Regions from separate parts of the Rattus norvegicus genome. Here region 1 is linked to region 2. Evidence: chromatin contacts called from public Hi-C data. All regions are on one chromosome and are shown on one strand. The core of a region is the stretch at or near the end of the contact, and the rest is flanking DNA. Distances in the headings are between cores, read along the strand shown.

What was found. A called contact is a pair of places that touch in the nucleus more often than the background predicts.
Region 1: a Hi-C map of kidney shows a contact between it and region 2, with 2.2 times the contacts expected there. The contact joins the enhancer-like site here to the promoter of Rel in region 2. A contact is called at or near these places in 3 of 12 Hi-C or Micro-C datasets (the A7r5 cell line, kidney and mammary epithelial cells).

What each region holds. Positions count from the first base shown.
Region 1 is chr14:102,014,539-102,019,358 of GRCr8, forward strand. No RefSeq gene overlaps it. Among named protein-coding and RNA genes, the nearest start is that of Papolg, 45 kb to the right of the region's middle. Within about 2 kb of position 1,508, at least 7 of the 93 cell types and tissues checked have an H3K27ac peak or open chromatin away from gene starts, as enhancers often do. A contact at or near this core is called in kidney, where this site is marked.
Region 2 is chr14:101,918,569-101,923,870 of GRCr8, forward strand. Rel (REL proto-oncogene, NF-kB subunit) reads right to left here and starts at 3,370. Exons shown (of 10, transcript NM_001421314.1): 1 at 3,093-3,370. The coding sequence starts at 3,102.

The DNA.
Region 1 (4,820 bases), core at 258-2,757, 94 kb after region 2:
CAGAAAAGAAGGTTGCCCAGGATTGGGTAAATGGGTGAGCCTGGGGAGGAGAGTTCCGCAGTTCCCTGAGACAGTGGCTGCCCAGCCCTGCGAATGCACGGTTGTTTATGCGAGTGCAGAAGCCTTTTGACACTCGAGGCACCTCTTAACAAAGCTATCTAAAATCAGAGCCAACGTCTGACTGGGGACAGGTCTGTGTGACAGGGCTCTGTGGGGCCCGTGGGCCAGGCGAGGAGGTGTGAGTCTAGGAGAAGAGACAGAATGCTTCCCTGAATTCCCTGAAGGTTTAAAGGGAGTGACTGGGTTTACATTTGAAAAGGGGCAGGCGCCAAGCAAGGCGCAGTCTGTAGCAATCTTAGGGAAAGGTCATGGTGACACCCATAGGTGCTGGAAGCTGAAACTAAGTGTTATTGCACGTGTATAATTTTTGGGGGGTTCTGCAGGGTATGCAGTGTGTGTGGGGGGGGCAGATGGTTGATTTTTTGGTACTAAATGGTACAGTCTCTATTTACCAGGCCGGAGAAGACTGTGAGAGTAAGTCATTTGGAGTTGAAGCTGACGGCTTGTTTTGATAAGTGACGCTTGTGAGGCCTGCGGATAATCTCCTAGGCCAGTGGTAGTTGTCTAGAAAGCAGGGTGGCTAGAGATGAAATCTGAGGTCACCGGCATATTCACGCGGTCTAGTCTTGAGGCTGACTGGATGAGACCTTGAGAATACAGATCCAAGTTAGGGCCTAGGGTCTGGCCCTTTGGACCTCGGGGTTTCCAAGCCAAGGAACTTGCACAACGGAGTGTTTGTCAGCAGCAGCAGACGCAGAGCGCTCCTCCTGAATCTCCGCGCAGACTTCTTTACACGTTGTAAAGCACACCCGATCTCAGCATTTTTGGCTTTGCCGTGTCCTGAACACGGGTTACAAACCGGCTATTTTTGCCAGGAAGATCAGATTCCTACAAAAGACTGGCTCCCAGGTCCTGCTTTCCAGAGGAGCGCCTTTCCTTGCCTTCGGGGCCGTAAGAGTGCAGTCACCTCCTTTATAGAAAGACGCATGGAGTCACTGTTTCTCTAAGTGTCTCTCAGCAGGGCGACTGCTTCTTCAGGGTGAGTGACCGGAGCGCAAGAGCAGGGCCAAGGCTGGAGGCTGCTTCCCTGTAATCCAGTATCAGCGGTGGCGTGCCGCTGCCTGTGCGATGCTGTTAGGAGTGAGTCAGCAAGTGTAACACTTCCAGGGGATTATACAGAACACGAGCACCAGGAGATCATTGCCCAAGTCTTGGAAACTGTCCACGCGTTTTCTCTCTCCCCATATCGCTGCTCCTCTTCCGACCTGGCCCCTCCACACGTGTGTTCCCGAAGCGCCTGCCGTTACTCAGCCTTTGAGGCCCCGCCTCAGCTCCAAGGCACGTCCAAAAACCTACTAATTTAAAAATACATCTTCCACCTCGATCTGTGTGACCTTTGATCTCTCTTTTCCTCCCTCCCTGTTCTTCTTGAGAATGTGACCTTTATTCCTTGCGCGGCTTCCTCCTCCACAGCGGGTTCTGCTTCAGTCACCAGCGACCTCCTAAATGCCAGGTCATGGGGCTGCTGCTTTCTTCAAGTTGACCTCTGCAGCATTTCCTTCTTCTTTTCGCAGTACAGCATGCAGGTGCAGCCGATGCTCACCGCACCCCGCCCTCTCTACAGCCTGCAGGGGCAGCCAATGCTCACTGCACCCCGCCCCCGCTCAGTAGCATGCAGGGGCAGCCGATGCTTTAGTCTCGGCTGTGTTAGCTTCATGTTTTCAATCTCCCCAGTCACTGGAGTTGTAGGGTCAGAGCTGCGTCTCTGGCAGCTCTAATGGGCTAGGCTTGGCAAAGGGCCAATCAGACAGGTGATGGAAAAGCACAGAAAAGAGATTTTTTTTTCAATGTAGACACATTGGGAAGAGGAGCAAACAACAAGGGCCAGGAAATCCCAGCACCCGTTTTCTGGGTCCCGATGCACGGATTTATGCTTAGCCTGAGACAGACTGTCCTGCTGAAGGGCGGTACTGCCCATGGCTGTCTGGACTTCAGGCTGTCTCTCCCGAAGGTGGTGAGTTGTGAGGGCTGAGTGAAGTGTCTTCCTCCTTTGGCAGATGGGATTCCTGGGAGAAATTCTAGTCGTTTGGGGACCATCGGTGACCACAAGGATTCTACAGCAGAGCACAATGTCTCCTCAGAGTCTCTATCTCTACCAGGACGGTCGTGTTCTTTCTTTACCTACCCCGAGTCCGAGATTGCCCAGGCTCTGCTGGCTGGCCCATACCCTCCCCTGCGCCACCCCAGCAAGTCTGTGTTTTATAATTGTTACTGCAGCAACTCCGGTGTGAAGGAAATAACGGTCCTCTTGACTAAAGGCAACTTCAGTCTGACACTGAGCTGGCAGGAAATTAATCTCAGTAATTGTTGAATATCTGCCCGTATTATTTTCTTTTCTTGTTGCTGAGATTAAATGTCTGACCAAAAACAAGACAAACAAACAAACAAACAAACAAACAAACAAACCAAACCCAAACCACCTCAGGACGCGTTTATTTTGACTTCTGAGCAGACAAGCAGGATTTTGGGACGGCTGGTACAGTTGCCTCATCAGTCGGTCAGGAAGCAGAGCAATGACCCTGACGCTCACCTACGGCTCTCCTCACTCAATCCCTGGGGTTAATGCTACCCATATTCAGGGCGGGTCTTCCCTTTTCAGTTAAACTTTGTGGAAGCATGTTCACAGTCACACTCGGGGGGTGTGTTTCCATGGTGATGCTAAATCCCATCGAGCTGATCACAAATATTAGCCATTTTCCTACTTTGGCCAGAAGTGTGCCAAGGCTAGCCCACAAATATTAGCCATTTTCCTACTTAGGCCAGAAGCGTGCCAAGGCTAGCCCATAAGTATTAGCCATTTTCTTACTTCGGTCAGAAGTGTGCCAAGGCTAGCCCACAAATATTAGCCATTTTCCTACTTCAGCCAGAAGTGTGCCAAGGCTAGCCCACAAATATTAGCCATTTTCCTACTTTGGCCAGAAGCGTGCCAAGGCTAGCTCCCCCTGGGATCCCTGCTAGGTATCAAATCCACTGAGCTTTGGTTCTCACTATCAGCTGTGGAGACCGTCCCTGGTCCAACTGAGTCCAGGTTCACCGGTCAATAACCTTGATGATTAGAGCAAAGGAATTTTCTGCAGAGCGTGTGTTCTTGACCCTGGGTCATCCCTCCTAACTGCATCTACTGCTGTGCCCTTTAAGGCTGCAGTGACATAGTAGCAGATCCCAGCCCCTGGGGACATGCTGATATTTTCTCTCTCAGCCCCAGGGTCAAGTCTCTCATTTTCCCCTCACAGCACCCACCCCAGGAATCGTAGCCACCGCTTTGACCTTGTGTTATAACCACCTCAGAGAGGACAGCACAGGCCTAGCCACCTGCTCAGAATGCAGAGGAGGGAGAAAGTACAGCAAATTAATATATGCTAGTGTGGGGGGCTAGCGATCGGGGGATCAATACATTAACTTTTTCTTTTCTGCCCCTCAGTTTCAGGAGGCAAAGATTCACATTCAGTTACTGACACGACTTGATCGCAGACAAGACATGATCTTGGGTCAGCTTCAAATGGGCTTGCTCCACAGTCCGGAGAAGGTACTGAGGGCATGGCCAGAAGGACCCAAAGAGAAAGGCCAGGGTCAGGTCTGCGCATGCTCCACTTTCATCCCCAGACTGTTCCATCAGCTAAAACCCACTTTGGTTGTGCGTTGCAGTGAGGGGTCAACCAGCCAAAAGGTTTTTTCTTCAGCAGAACCCTTTTCCTGGAGCTGGAAAACCATCCGCCCAACCCCCACAGTGATCTGTAGGGATGGCGGTGAGATCTAGAGGCTCCGAACAAGCGTTCCTCCTGATCTGTCACGTATTACCACAAGGGGGCGCCAGGCAGCGCAGATAAAGCACCACCCATCTGAAGTCAGGAGCCTCTCTCCCCAGCCTCCTCTGGTGTTCCCAGAGTTGCCTAGTGATACCAGTACATGCCCTGGGAAAGCGCGCATCATCTTCCACTCTTCCCTCATGTATTTTGTTGGCCGAGCCCGTCCTTTTCCGCCCTCAAAAACCTCTTAAAACTCGTTTTGCCAGCTTGGTTTTCTCTTCCATCTCTTGGGTGGATCATAACATCTCTGGGCCTCTCTTTACCCACAGCATCCATGGAAAGTGGAGCTCTGATTACTTTTCCAGCCAAACACATCCGGTACTTTCTCAACTGGTCCTTCCGATACCATCTAGTTTCCAGAACGTTCATCCTAAATATATATGTAGAATGAGTGTGCTTGGTGGACTACTGAATCCCGCTGGCCCCAACAGCGCAGCCTTCTCAAACCTATGATACCCTCTCTTCCCTTCTTCCCTCTCCCCACCCCCTCACCTGCTGACCCTGGTGCAACTGATTGGTTGTTGAATTGATAGGGAGTTTAATGGTGCTTTCCCTCTGGGGATTCAGCCAGCGGCAGGCCGGAGGCAGGCCGTGAGTGGGCCTTGCTGGGGGAGCCTTTGCTTTGTGCAAGCTCAGGGCCTCCTGCAAATCAGACTTGATCTCCTTCGTTTCCTGTGCTCTGGGAGATTAGATACTGCCTAATCAAGGTCGATTTTTTTTTCTTTTCTTAATATTTGAAACTACCAAATACCAGTCGCCATCCAAGTGGGTGGCGTTCAGAAATCCCCACTTTTCTGATGTTTGACTTGGTGAGTTTCAAGAAACCAACCTATTTGGAAAGAACCTGCCCTTAGTTCTTTGAACTGCTATGAAGCTCTGGCAGGAAGTGAGTTG
Region 2 (5,302 bases), core at 2,120-4,619:
TTTTTTTTTTTTTTTTAAAAGACGGTGTCTTATCTCTCTAGGGCTAACCTCTAACTTGTTTTGTAGCCTAGGCTGGTCTTGAACTTGTAAGCCTCCAGCCCCCACTTCCCTAGTGTTGAAATTACAGGCTCCACTATCACAGACTTGGTCCAGTGCTGTGTCAGATCAGGACTTCTTAAGGCTGGGCAGCTACTCTACGAACTGAGCTACATCCTTCTCCTTTTGAGACAGGATCTCATCATCAACACGATCGTGCATAGAACACAGACGGGAGAAAACTGGAATGAAATGCAATTGAGTCCCTTAGGTAGTACTTAAGAGATCACATATATCCCGCGTTCTTAATCGTGATCGTGCCCCATCATTTTCTCCATTTATTCTCTTTACCTCACTAATTATTATAACACCTTTAGCTCTTTCCCATGTGCTTCGCTTCTGAAATATCTGTATTTGTGAGCTGTCTTACTTAAAAAAAAAAAAAAAAAAAAAAGGAAGTCATTTGTTTCAGCCAGCCACTCCCAGCCCCCGGCTCCATTATTAAAGGGTAAGCGGTCCCACAGCTATGTTCACTTATGGGGGGGGGGAGGGTTACTGCAATTCACACACAAAAAGTTAGTGAGTAGTAAGGTCTACAAAGATAATTTCTTCCTTCCTGTTATGTGACACAGCAGAATCATATTCAAGGAAAAGTGTGACTAAATACAAACTTTCTACATTTAAAAGTGCATCTCACCGAAGACGGTGGCAATCATTAGCAACCTGTAGTACTCGCCTCACAAAGTAAGGGGCTACCTCCCTCCATTTTGTTCTTTTTAGGAAATAATGAGTAGTTTTAAACATGGACACAAAGTGACTTAAATAGAATAGAACTGCGTGGATAATGACTTCCTAAATATGCAGACTTTGATCGGGAACACTTTTCTGCACTTTGCCTGCTATGATTAATCTCATCAAAAGGCCAGAATCAAAGGACAGTATTGTTTAAAAGGCAATGAAAGTCAGCTTAAGGGCTAGCTAGGAGGTCTTAATTTGCTAACTTACCTGAACAATAATTAGAATCATCATATAAAACCCTGTCTACTCAGGACGTTTATAGAATTCTGCTCATGAGAGTATGATCTATGACACTTTGCCTTTATAAGGCACCACCTATTAAATTACACACACCTATTTACATATGACATCCGGAGAAGGAATGAACGAATGGACGTAAATACCTGGCGATCGACAGAAACACTTCTCAAGGTTTCAGTACTACATCGAAAACAAGAGTCTAAATTACATAATGATAAAATAAGCAGTTTGATGCTTTTAAATGACTTCAAATGGAATGGGAACTTTAAATGTATTTCATAAGTTTTCTCTTATATGGTCTTTATAACTGATACGGCTTCTAGGCTCCTTTAAACTATATTTTCACCTAGTAATTTCAAATAACCGAACTACAATTTAAATTATAGTCTAAATTACAATTTAAAATAGTCTCATTTAGTGCAACCCTTGACAAAAGATCAAAAAGCAAGAAGATAATGACACTACAAGTTTCAGATTTGTTTCTATGTTTGTTGGTTTTTTTTTTCTTTTTTTTTTCTTTTTCTGACAGTACTGAGAACTGAACCCAGGGCTTCACAGAAGCTGGGCAAGTCCAACCCAACTTCTAAATCTTTAAAACTTGCTATTTCTTTTAAAAGTTCCCCCTTTTAACTTTTGGAATCATTTCTATAACAGCACATAATATGTGTCCTTAGGCAAACTGCATTCGTATTAATTTTTAAAATCATAGCTGTCTTACAGTCCTTTAATAAATGATTTTTCTGTTGAAAAATTTCAAGCATTACAGTCGTGCACTCTATTAATAAAATCCTGTTAAGTAGACAAGGGCAGAGCTGTTTTAACAAAGCTTGCCACTCTATACATTTCATACAAAAATCTCTTTCGGATTACCAATGAATTAAACATTTAAAGCCTTTCCGTGCTTCTTAATCTGAACACGAGTTAAATTTACGAATTTACTAGAGTATCTGAAAGTCTGGGTTCATTTAAATGGGTAAAGAGAAAGTTGAAATATTTTAAACTACACTTGTTTTCTCATGAAAACCACAGACAAACTGAAATCAAGTGTCATGTGAAACACCCCAGTTTCCTTTACGGCCTACAGCAGGAGTTATGGCATTGCTCTGCTCAACTCTTAAAGCGGTCACTAAGCTTTCTACTTCCTCTTCTCTGCCAGACGTCGGCTGCCTTCTACTGTGGGTCATTGGGAAGATAAGGGTCAGAGTCCTGCTACAGACTGAAGGTGTCATTTTAGCTCCCACGATGGAAAGCACCCCACCACCACCTCAGCTGCTTGAAGCACCTGCTTTACAAATTGCAGGGCTGTCATACTAGACGCCCCTGTCCTGTAAACTGTTTCTTATAAATGTGTCCTCCTCAAAGCAGGCGATCCAATACTTACTAGTGGCATATAAACACTGACATCAAATGATGACATTTTCATCCCTACCAGTACCTAGTGAAAAAAATCCTCTCGCCCTCTTGCTGAATGTGGGCGCAGGTTTGGGGTTAGGGGTTGAGTGGATCGAGGTCTCTACACTATAAACTAGACAAGCATCTCCTTTAGTTCCTGGGAGCGGAGGTAATGCTTTCGCTTGGAACGAATTAAAACGCCACTGAGGACTTTTACAGCCACACCACATTCTGTACCAAGAGCCATCAGTAACTAGCAAGATTGGACTTAAAAAAGAAAGCTCGTCTGAGGTCCGGAGGTTCCTCTTTTTAGTTTAAAAATGTAAAACCGGGTCTCCATACCCACTCAGTCTTTAAACTCGAGAATTCTCTGCTCGCCTTTACTGAGATTACGCCCTGTGATCCTAAAAGCACGCGGCTGGGAATTTCGAAGGTTCTGGCTATTACCAGGAGATCAGATTACACTGCGCCGCTTTGATTTCACACGCAAACCCTGGAGCAGGTAACTTTTTAAACGGCTGACAATTTGCCAGATGAAAAGACTTGAAAGGCAGACCGTCCCAACCCCAAACCGAGCCCCCGACAGCTCCTTCCCTTGACCCGCAGGTGTTCGCCCCGGTACTCACTCGAGGCCATGGCTCCGCTTCGCGCGCCGCTCGCCGCAGCTTCCAGCGTCGGGCCAGAGGCTGCAAGCCAGCCAGCCAGTCAGTGAGTGAGTGAGTCAGCCAGCCAGCTAGCCCGTCAGTCAGCCAACTAGCCAGCCAGCCAGGGAGGAGGCCGAGCAGCCTCTGCAGCCGCGACCCCAGTCCTCCGACCACCCCCGGGCCTCCTCTTCTTTCCCGGCCCCTCTGGGTTTGCGGCTCACACCTTCCCACCCCCGAATCTTCGCGCTCCGGTCACTAGTGTCCTGGAGTCGCCCTGCCAGGATGCCGCGGCAGGGGCAGGGGGCGGAGCGGACCGCCCGGCGGAACGGGGGGGGATTTCCCGCTGCCTACGTCACCCGCGCCACCGCCTACCCGGGACGAGGGCGGAGCCTCGCGGCGGGCGCGCTTCCCGGCTCCGGCTAGTGCGCTCCGCTCCCGGCAGAGCCACGGCGGCCTGCGCGCTCGCGCGGGGAGCTCCCGGGGGCGCGCGGCGACGGCTCCGCGCGTGAGAAGCCGCTGGCCTCTGAGAAATCCCCCTCCTCCGGAGTCCTTAAAACCGAGGGGCGTGTCCGTGACGTTACGCTGGCCGAGTGGCCGGAGGCGGGCCGGGCGGTGCAGCCGGCTCGCTCCTTGGCCGCCAGAGGCCCGCCCGGGGTTTTCGACCGGTGGTTCCCCCTATTCCCTATTTCGCACATGCAAATCTCCGCCCCCGCGCCGGAGGGCGTGGCTTTGGAGGGGAAGTGCGGAAGCGCGGGCGCCCGCGTTCGGCTGTAAGGCACAGATTTGCATACGGGGACCCCCGCAGCCTTATTTTCCCTCTATATCTACATTACGTCTTTACCTAGCAGAGGTTTTCAGCTGCGCTGCGAGGCCGGTGCCCCATCCTGTATAAATGAACACGACGTCCAGAGATTGACCGAGATACCCACAGCCTGTGGCCTGGACCGAACTTTTAGTGCTTTGACAGGTCTGGCGGAATCTTATTCGCCTTCCCTTGCTAATAGGCACCTGTTCTCTTGGTCTATTAGCATTTCATTGCATACACGAGTATTGGAGTTGATTGGGGTTTGGAGGAGCAGAGGAGCTTTGTCGGTACTTTAGAGTTCTAGAAAGGAAACGCACGATTTAAGTTTAAGATTATCCAGTCCAGTTTAGCGCACTCCCAGCACGCGGGAGGCCGAGGCAGGTGGACTGTCTCAACAACAAAAATAACTCAGGCTTGTCTGGCTCCGCCTCTTGCGTTCTCTAGTCACTTACTAAAATAAGTAATGGACGGGAAATAGACTTGTATGGCCAACAAGGTGTCTTAGGGAGAAACCACTTGCCACCAAGCCTGACAGTCTGAGTTTGATCAGGGAAGGACCGAATCAACTTCCAAAAGTTGTCCTCTTAACTCTGCATGTGCCCAAACGCGTGCGCTTGAAAGGGCACCAAAGTGTGCGTGTGGGGGGAGGGGCGTTGGATATTTAAAATATATACTATTCTCTCATACCAAAAAGAAAAAATCCTGTTGTAGAACTCCCCCAAAGTGAAAGAAACTATTAAAATCTGCTAATTTCAAAGTGTCTTCACAAAGAGTATAAATAGAGTTGTCTTTTAGGTTGAACACAACCGTAGACAAGCCTCAAAGATTTAAATATTAAAAAAAAAAAAAGCAGTTGGCAGAGTTAATTATGTTCAGCACTCCAGAGGCCAAAACCGCAGGATCATAACTTTTAAGCTAGGTTGAGCCACAAAACACCACACACACACACACACACACACACACACACACACTTCAGCCTTTGACACAACCATATCCATATGACACAGTTTCTACTTACTATCTTTATTCAAAGAAGTAACTAGGAAGATACATCTTGAAGCAAAGGGAGGTTTAAATTCTCATGGAGATTTTTAGATCTTGTGCTGGGGGAAGGGTTGTCACTCTACACCTGAAAGGCTGCCTGGGTTTTATACAGACTGGTGTGGAAGTTTTAGTAGTGTGTGGCAATGTCTGTTATCCCAGCATTTGGGAGGTAGAGGTAGGAATAGCAGAGTTTCAAGATCACACTCCGATATCTAATGAGTTTACAAAGCCAGCCAGAGCTATGGGGAGACTGTCTCAAACACAAGCGTACATGAATGTTTACATTACAGTATTTCTATAAAAATAAGGTGGTGGGGGTAGTAGAAATCATTTGGGCTCTACA